Regions from separate parts of the Zea mays genome. Here region 1 is linked to region 2. A link is a contact called in public Hi-C data. All regions are on one chromosome and are shown on one strand. Each heading gives the region's core, a stretch centred on a gene start, on an enhancer-like site or on the middle of the called end of the contact. The rest is flanking DNA. Distances are from core to core; before and after follow the strand shown.

Region 1 (4,350 bases), core at 617-3,116, 540 kb before region 2:
TGCTCTAGCCAAGAGATACGCTATTTACCAGACTTTGGCTATACTTATGGAAGGCAGACAGATTAAGGATAAACGCGCCATATATTCCTGGGCAGATTTTTGAAGAGGCTGCAAATGATTGCTTGATATGTCTACTTTGTCCAATATAATGCTAGCATGTTTCATTTTTTCTTAATGCTATGAGAAATTTGTATTCTTTTTTTTCCTTTCACATTATGTTTTTTCTACAGGACATTGTTTGATGTGTATAATTTATTTTTACATTGTTGCATTGCATGGCAACAGTTTCTTAGAATTATATTTTCAATGCAGGAAGCAGATCGATGGTATCCTACAAATGTGAAGACGAAATCCTACGAGTGCGAGCTCTACTATATGTATAAATTGTGATGCACATCTTGTTTAAATGTTCTGATAACGCTATTCTACCCCTTGGTGCTAACAGATGTTCCTTGTCTTGCCTTACCCTGTTTCCTGTAAACTGTAAATATAATAGTGAAGAAAATGTCTACTTGACTGTAAAATATATTTTCATTTGCAGTCTTGTTTCCTGTAAAAACGGTTCACATTCTCTTAAGGGTACCGTAGAAAATTCCTTATATAATTAAAAGAATGTTGCCGAATCACTCAATAATCACCCCCAACACAACTCTAACATCCTCTCGATCGTTCTTCAGTTGCTGAAGCACACACTTCGCAGCTAATTAATGTACCTGGCACTCCCTCGGGAGGCCGTTCTTGTACCTCCTGGAGTCGGTGCAGTAATCGTATATCTTGTTACTGGAGTCCACCTGCGCCAGCTGCTGCTTCCGCGACTCGTCCAGCTGCTGGTCGAACCAGCCGGAGCCTGGGAGGCACAGAGGGGAGGCCATGAACGAGTTGCACGAGATGGCCCTGTAGTTCCGGAAGTACGCCGTGAAGGGCGCCTGCGACCAGTCGGTCTTGACCCGGCCGCCCTGCGTAGCCCACTCGTCGGCGTTCCAGATGGTGGCGTACACCCTCATCGGGTAGTAGTACGGGTACGGGGCGCCGTCTATCTGGTTGTTCTTGATCTGCCGGTACAGCTTGTCGTCCACAAGGAACCTGCATGCAGCTCAGAAATCAGAATATATATATACAGTCATTATATGATATATTGCATGGATAAATCTGAGACTTATTAGAGAAAGGGAGCTTACAAGATCCAATCTTTGTTCCAGATGATGGTGTACTTGTGGTAATCCTGAGTGGGGTCGAAGTCGAACTTGTACTGCTTCTCTCTGGCGCCCTGTCCTCTGGCGTACATGTTGGTGTGCATGGTGTAGGGTTGGCCACTGCTGTTGCCCAGGAACTCGATGTCGATCTCGTCGTGGAACTGCCACGGGTTCTCGGTTATCATCTGTACACGCGTCACCAGATCAATCACGGCACAAGCTAGTAGCGGTGGTGTGGCTATACGGCAAGAACAGTTTATCTGTTCAATTATTTCATCATCCTCAGAGATGTATATATATGCTTACATAGAACGTGGTAACGGTGCCGGCCGAGTTCCCAGGGACGAGCTTGATCTCGATGTCAACCCTGCAGAACTGGCACGTCTTCTTGGAGCGGAACGCGGAGCTCGTCGAGCGGTCAAGAGCCAGCGCGATGGCCTGCTGGCCGCTGCCGTCGGTGACGACCTTCGCGTTGCCCCACATTATCTCGAGGTCGTCGGTCATGTTGCCGGCGACATGGTGCTGGGTGATACTGATGGCTAGGGTGACGTAGATAGCCGCCAGGGAGGCTAGGAGCTGATGAGCCCTACTAGCCTGCCCCATGGCTGTGAGTTGCTGAGTGGGTAGTGTGTGAGGACGCTTTCGTTTGATCCAAGTGATGCTAATAACTTATATATATAGCTTCAGATCGAGAGGAGGAGGAAGTAGAGATTAGGGTCCTGTGTAGCGCAAACAAGATCTAGCTAACCTAGCTGGGACCTGGGACTGGGATAGCTATAGCATAGCTACTTTGATTATTCTCTTAAGATCTAAGAAAAATTTGAGAGAATCGCCATCTAGCTAGTTGGTGAGTAAGTGGGTGTATATAAAAAAGTTTATCATGATTTCAATTAAAGCGAGAGAGATCATGAGAGTTGACTAATTGGTTCGAGGGATCTTATGCATGGAGCACCAATCTGTGAGCCGCCCCATGCACTGTGTGGCTTCTGACAGACGTAGTAGTAGTTGATTCTTCAGCAAGTTGAATACTTGAGGACGATTATGTGCGGATCAGTCGACAAGTTCTGAGACGAAACCTTATTCTGAGAAGAGGGTTTAATTTCAGCCAGCGTCGTCGTTGTGGCCAGTTTGCCTTGGTTCTTCGATCGGCGTGCAGATCCGCGCGCGGAGAGTCAAATATGTGCTCTGAAGTTTCACCGCAGAATTCAGACATCCAAGTTTCTAGCTGATTTACGTTTGTGCGTGTCTCCAGTGTTCAGTGCTACCTTTTCTTTTTGATGGCATGGTCTAAAACTACTAGCTCGTACTGAAATGGCACGAGCACGAGACATTCTAGCTGGCCTTGAGACGATGCATGCTCCTGTTAATGCTTGAAATAAGTTACTCTTTGTTTTACATGCATGCATTACCGAAAATAACTTCTTTACCGAGTGTCTGAAGCACTCGGCAAAGCTAGAAAAACGCTCGGCGAAGACTTTATCGAGTGTGACACTCGGCAAAGAAAGCTCAGCGAACTGTACATCGGCAACGACTTCTCGAATACTTTTTACTGAGTGTCAACCGGTACTCGGCAAAGAAAAGTCACCGTCACGACGACGGGTAACGGCGACGGAGCCTGTGCCGAGTGTCCACTGTACCGACACTCGGCAAAGAGTTCCCCTTTGTCGAGCGTATTAGGTGACCCCTTTGCCGAGTGTACGCCTGTCGGCGTTTCGACCCCGGGGGTCCCTGGACCGACGAGTAAATTATCGCCGCGTGTCCCAGCCCAGATGGGTCGGCGCGAGACAGAGCACGAAGGGGGGGGGGGGGGGTGAGAAACAGCAAAAGGGGAAACCCGCGGTCTTCGTGTTGCCCTGCGTCCAGGTCGGGTGCGCTTGCAGTAGGGGGTTACAAGCGTCCACGTGGGAGAGTGAGAGAGAGACTGTCCGCCAGCCCATTCTCCCGCGCGGCCAACCTTCTCGTACGAGAGCCCTGGACCTTCCTTTTATAGGCGTAAGGAGAGGGCCCAGGTGTACAATGGGGGGGTGTAGCAGTGTGCTAACGTGTCTAGCAGAGAGGAGCTAGAGCCCTAAGTACATGCCGTCGTGGCAGCCGGAGAGGTTTTGGCGCCCTGTTCATGTGATGTCGTGGCCGTCGGAGGAGTGCTTGAGCCTTGTGGAAGTACAGCTGTCGAGGCTGTCGGATCCTTGCTGACGTCTCCTTGCTTCCGTAAGGGGCTGAGAGCCGCCGTCGTCATGGAGCACGCGGGGTGCCATCATTACTTGTTTACCGGGGCGAGCCAGATGGGACGCCGGTCTTGTTCCCCGTAGCCTGAGCTAGCTAGGGGTAGGGTAATGATGGCCTTCCCTGTGACGTGGCGGGTCCGAGCCTGAGGTCGGGCGAGGCGGAGTTCGTCTTCCGATGTCGAGGCTGAGTCCGACCCCTGGGGTCGGGCGAGGCGGAGTCCGTCTTCCAGGGTCGAGGCTGAGTCCGAGCCCTGGGGTCGGGCGAGGCGGAGTTCGTCTTCCGAGGCCGAGGCTGAGTCCGAGCCCTGGGGTCGGGCGAGGCGGAGTTCGTCTTCCGAGGCCGAGGCTGAGTCCGAGCCCTGAGGTCGGGCGAGGCGGAGTTCGTCTTCCGAGGCCGAGGCTGAGTCCGAGCCCTGGGGTCGGGCGAGGCAGAGTCCGTCTTCCGGGGTCGAGGCTGAGTCCGAGCCCTGGGTCGGGCGAGGCAGAGCTTCCCATGGCGCCCGAGGTTGGACTTAGCTGCTGTCAGCCTCACTCTGTCGAGTGGCACAGCAGTCGGAGCGGGGCAGGCGACACTGTTTTCCTGTCAGGTCGGTCAGTGGAGCGGCGAAGTGACTGCGGTCACTTCGGCTCTGTCGACTGAGGAGCGCGCGTCAGGATAAGGTGTCAGTCGATCCTTGCATTAAATGCTCATGCGATACGGTCGGTTGGCGTGGCAATCTGGCCAAGGTTGCTTCTCCGCGAAGCCTGCCTGAGCTGGGCCTCGGGCGAGTCGAAGGTGCGCCCGTTGCTTGAGGGGACCCTCGGGCGAGACGTGAATCCTTCGGGGTCGGCTGCCTTTGCCCGAGGCTGGGCTCGGGCGAGGCGAGATCATGTCCCTGGAGTGGACTGAGCCTTGACCTTAATCGCGCCCATCAGGCCTTTGCAGCTTTGTG
Region 2 (4,216 bases), core at 999-3,498:
AACAACAGACGATCGATTACTAAAAAGATGTCGGTCGCTAAAACTTTTAGCGACGTCACTTGCAAAAACCATCCGTATAGATCGCTCTGACCAACCGAATGCGTTTTTAGCAACCAACCTAGGTCGTCGTAAATGAAGCGTCATGTAGTGCGATGGCTTTTCAAAACCATGAGTTGTGTGGCTCTAGGTAGCGACGATAGATTTCATAGTTTAGAAGGGTTTGATCATTGATGTTCGTACAAGCTAGTACCGATACAAAGAGCCGTGGCTCTGCTTGTATCCACGCGCGCGTAGGTGGAGACGACAAAGAGCCGGTTCAGTTGGCCCAGTCCAGCCCAGATACAAGCGCACTAGGCTTCCTGGCCCGTTAGCCATTTCCACGACTTGGCCCAGCGTCACCTGAGGCGCGTGGAGATGGACTGACAGACAGAGTCAGGCGCGGTTTGAAGCAAACAGGAGGGGTATACCCCTACTGAACTTTATTGCGATCATAAAAAGCAAAAAAAAGAATACAGAGAGTTTGAAGAGACAAAAAATGAAGGAAATTACAGTAGTAGAGGTCTTAGCCATGACAAATCAATCTGGGGAGCCATGAATCGAAACAAAATATCACAGCACTGCAGTGGTTTATTGAATTCAGTCTGGTGGGTGCAGTGCAGGCTTCATTCAGTTGAGGTGCTTGTTGAACCAGCTGACCATGTAGGCGAGGGCCGTCTCTGCGGTCTTGACGGCGAAAGGGTCGGTGGTGTTGTACCTGCAGGCGAACCCGTGCTCGACTCCCTGGAAGATCTTGGCGTAGTAGGGAACCTGTGTGTGCCACCACCACTAGAATAATGAGCTGGCCGGTATCCGATCCACACAGTGTCATTGCAATCAGTCGTAGCTTGGAGCTCACCTCGTGTCTTTCACGCAGCACATGCACGAACCGATACACTTCTTTCGGCGGCGTGGTCGTGTCGTTCTGGGCCCCCAGGATCTCGATCGGCCATTTCACCTCTGTTTCGATTTCGAACCAACACATGCGGTGAGGCTAGTGACGCAGCATAGAAGAAGAGGAGGAGCACACTGCACTGCACTGCACCTTTCATGTCGTCGGCAGTGACGCTGTACGGGTGCGAAAGGCACACAGCTTTGACGTCGCTGGTCTTCCCCACCTCCACGCTCAGCTTCCCTGCCAAGTGCCATGCCAGTGAAGAGGAAGCAGCAGCAACAAGGCCGGATGTGAGAAACAGAACGCTCTATGTGTTGCCTGAACTAAATGGAGGAGTTGGAGTGTTCGTTTCAGTTGGCGTGGATGTCACATACCTCCCCAGCAGTAGCCTCCCACCGCGACGGACTTCCCTTCCTTCTTCAAAGCGGCGAACAGTGGCTTAGCGTCTTCCGCAGCTTTCACCTGTAAAGATCGATAGGATCCCCAACCAACCAATCAATTTTGCTTGCAGTAGTTTCTTGCGATGCGACGCGACGCGAAGAAGAAAAAAAAAAGATGATGGCGATATATATATATATTGATAGGGACAGAGTAACGAAAAGTGCATAGAACAGACCGGAGAGTGAGCCTCGAGCCATTCCGTGAAGTTTTTCTTGTCGTCTAAGTAGTCTCCCTTCAAGAAATCGGGCACGACGACGAAGTACCCTGCCTTGGCGACCTTGTCTGCTATCTGTCTGCGTTATTGAACACCAACCACAGATTTCAGCTAAATCAAGGATGGAATACATATGCTCTGTCTGTTACAAGTCTCCTAAAACTGGGGTACGCCGGAGAAGGAGGAGGAGCAGGAATCGAACGGATGCAGCTATGTACCTGAGCAATGGCGCCTCGTACCCTGCATGCCAGGAATAATCGATTAGAGGGAGAAAGAAAGGAGAGCTTGCTGTCCAAATTTTATTTTTTAAAAAAAAAAGTATGCCCAAACGACTAGAGAGAACTGCGAGAGCGTGTGGTACGGACCGAAGACGTCGGAGGCGAGGACGACGGCGCGGCTCGAGCTCGCGGCGCCGCTGACGTAGGCCCTGAGGCCACCAGGGAGGTCGTGGACGACCTCGCCGGCCTCGGCCAGCTGGCGGCCGTGGATGGACCGGTCTGGCGGGTTGTCCAGGCACTGCGAGTGCGCCTCGGCGGTGGTGGCCGCCGCCGCCGCGAGCACGGCGGCGAGGCAGAGCAGAACCTGCGCGGAAGAAGGCATGGCGCTTGCCGCTTGGAGAGTTGGACGACCTGATGCAGTGGAACAAGAATAATGGTTGTGGGATGTGTTGTGGCTGCCGCATCCCGGCGTTGCGTGCGATATAAATAACACAGGGGCAGCGGGTAGGTTTGGTGGGGAGGGAGCACCGGAGCAGGGAAGAGACATGGCGCATCACGCATCACGCGGTTTAAATTTTGTTATGGACAATGCCATGTGGGCGCGCCAATCAGCACATGGCAGGAGCAAGCAACTGGTGCGCGCACGCTTTAGAGCCGCACCAGCTTTTTTTAATAAAAAAATTGATTAAGAAACGTATCTAAATACTACTTTAGTTTTCGAATATTTATCGTCTGTCAATTTATTATGTGAACTAAACAGCGACAAATAAAAAATAACGTAGGGAGTAGCTAGCTTGATGTGGATGTGCTTGTGGAATGCGGATTACGGATTGGAGCAGAACCTCTACGAATAGGAGAGAGATATTTCAAACAGCACCGCCTATACTTGCTGGTAATTAAACAAACTTTATAAAATATTCCGTCAGTATCAAACATAGTTCTTTGTAGCCTATTTTTTTCGTCCACATTCAATTAAATGATAATGAATATATATACATATGTGAAAACTACATTAATATGTTACTTAATGATAATATGATTAATCTAAAACGAATTAAATTTTGGTATATTTTGGTATGGAGGGAGTACAAAACAGCAGAGGAAAGGAAATGCAAATCATTACCGTTTGACCCTATAGGCAATGATGCCACGAGGGGCACGTGCACGGGCAAAGCCATGATTTAAGTACAGGAGGGACAAATCAAATTGAAGGGGGTTGTTGAGAGGTATTTTACATTGTTAACATGGGATTAGCTGGTAAAATTAGTGGCTCTTATAGAATTAGGAGAGTATTATGGGGACATTGCCCCCCTCTGCCCTCCGTGGCGTTGCCCTTGGGCACGTGTGCAGCAGTGCAACTACCTTCAACATCCAACCTGGTACACGGTGGCAGCACAAAAATATACATGTTTAATGAACTTTCATTGTTTCGAATGCTCCAAGACATATGTCCTAGAATGAGAAAATTCGCTACGGTTTCAGGATGAGAGGTGTAAGGATCTGGTACGTCTAGAAGGGACTGAATAGGCTACCTATAAAAATTCATCTCAAGAAAATGTTAACTCCCTGAACGACACTACTGCTCTAAGCCTGGCAGTACCGGATAACCTTAAAACTCAAACTGATGTCAAACTTTTGCAAATTCTAACAAAATATATAACTAACTTATACCTTGAATATGAAGCTAAAACTAGAGAAGCACAGGAAGCAGAGAGCACGTCCTAGAAAGATGTTCAAGTACGAACTACTAAACCCTAACAACTCAAGTAAACATTTCAGATCAGCACACATTGACATATATTTTATCTCGTGGTTCAGCTTGCCACAAAGACCCGCCTACCTTCATGTTGTTGAGGAGAGCCACAAAGGCAAAGTGGTCATACATCCTTCCTCAGTCTCAAACCAAGATCTCTCACTCTTAGTATGGGAGCGTTTTTCACTATAAATGAGGTGACTTACAGAAATCCAAGGCTACAACAACACTTGAGCTCGTGGAGGATGTTACACGTCGGTTAGAAGCAAGCTCCAAGAATCAAGAGGTGAATGCCAGTCTTGAGAAACTCCAGTGCTCAAAGGTGAACTGAAGAAGACTTAGGGTTCTTGTTATTCTAAGTGTTCTTCTCAGTTTGAGTGGGAGAGCATCCAGAAATTTGAGCAAGAGGATGGAGCGATGGAAAGAGGGTTTCAAAAGAGACAAGGAGGTATAAGTAGCCTTTCTGCCATATCCCTATGTCAAGATACGCAGCAGGTGACTGTTGGAGACACAAAGAATAAACAAGTCGAAGCTTCTCCAATTCCAACGGTTAATTAAAATCCGGCAGTACCGGTGCGCGGCAATGCCACGCAAGCCAGAAAGGTCAAAATGATCTAAAACTTTTGGCACTGGCTATCTGGGTTTAGGTAGAGGTATTT

The links. Hi-C and Micro-C count contacts between places; a contact is called where the count stands out from the background.
Region 1: a contact with region 2 is called in a Hi-C map of ear, with 5 times the contacts expected there. The contact joins the promoter of LOC103653389 here to the promoter of LOC103653384 in region 2. A contact is called at or near these places in 2 of 25 Hi-C or Micro-C datasets (ear and tassel).

Annotation. Positions count from the first base shown.
Region 1 is chr4:73,617,325-73,621,674 of Zm-B73-REFERENCE-NAM-5.0, reverse strand. LOC103653389 (xyloglucan endotransglucosylase/hydrolase protein 24) reads right to left here and starts at 1,866. Exons shown (of 3, transcript XM_008680309.3): 1 at 1,500-1,866; 2 at 1,179-1,378; 3 at 508-1,083. The coding sequence starts at 1,796. The coding sequence ends at 705. It also overlaps a transcript of LOC100277574 not described here.
Region 2 is chr4:73,076,490-73,080,705 of Zm-B73-REFERENCE-NAM-5.0, reverse strand. LOC103653384 (endo-1,3(4)-beta-D-glucanase-like) reads right to left here and starts at 2,248. Exons shown (of 7, transcript NM_001301451.2): 1 at 1,952-2,248; 2 at 1,805-1,826; 3 at 1,548-1,665; 4 at 1,306-1,393; 5 at 1,082-1,171; 6 at 896-996; 7 at 443-807. The coding sequence starts at 2,186. The coding sequence ends at 667.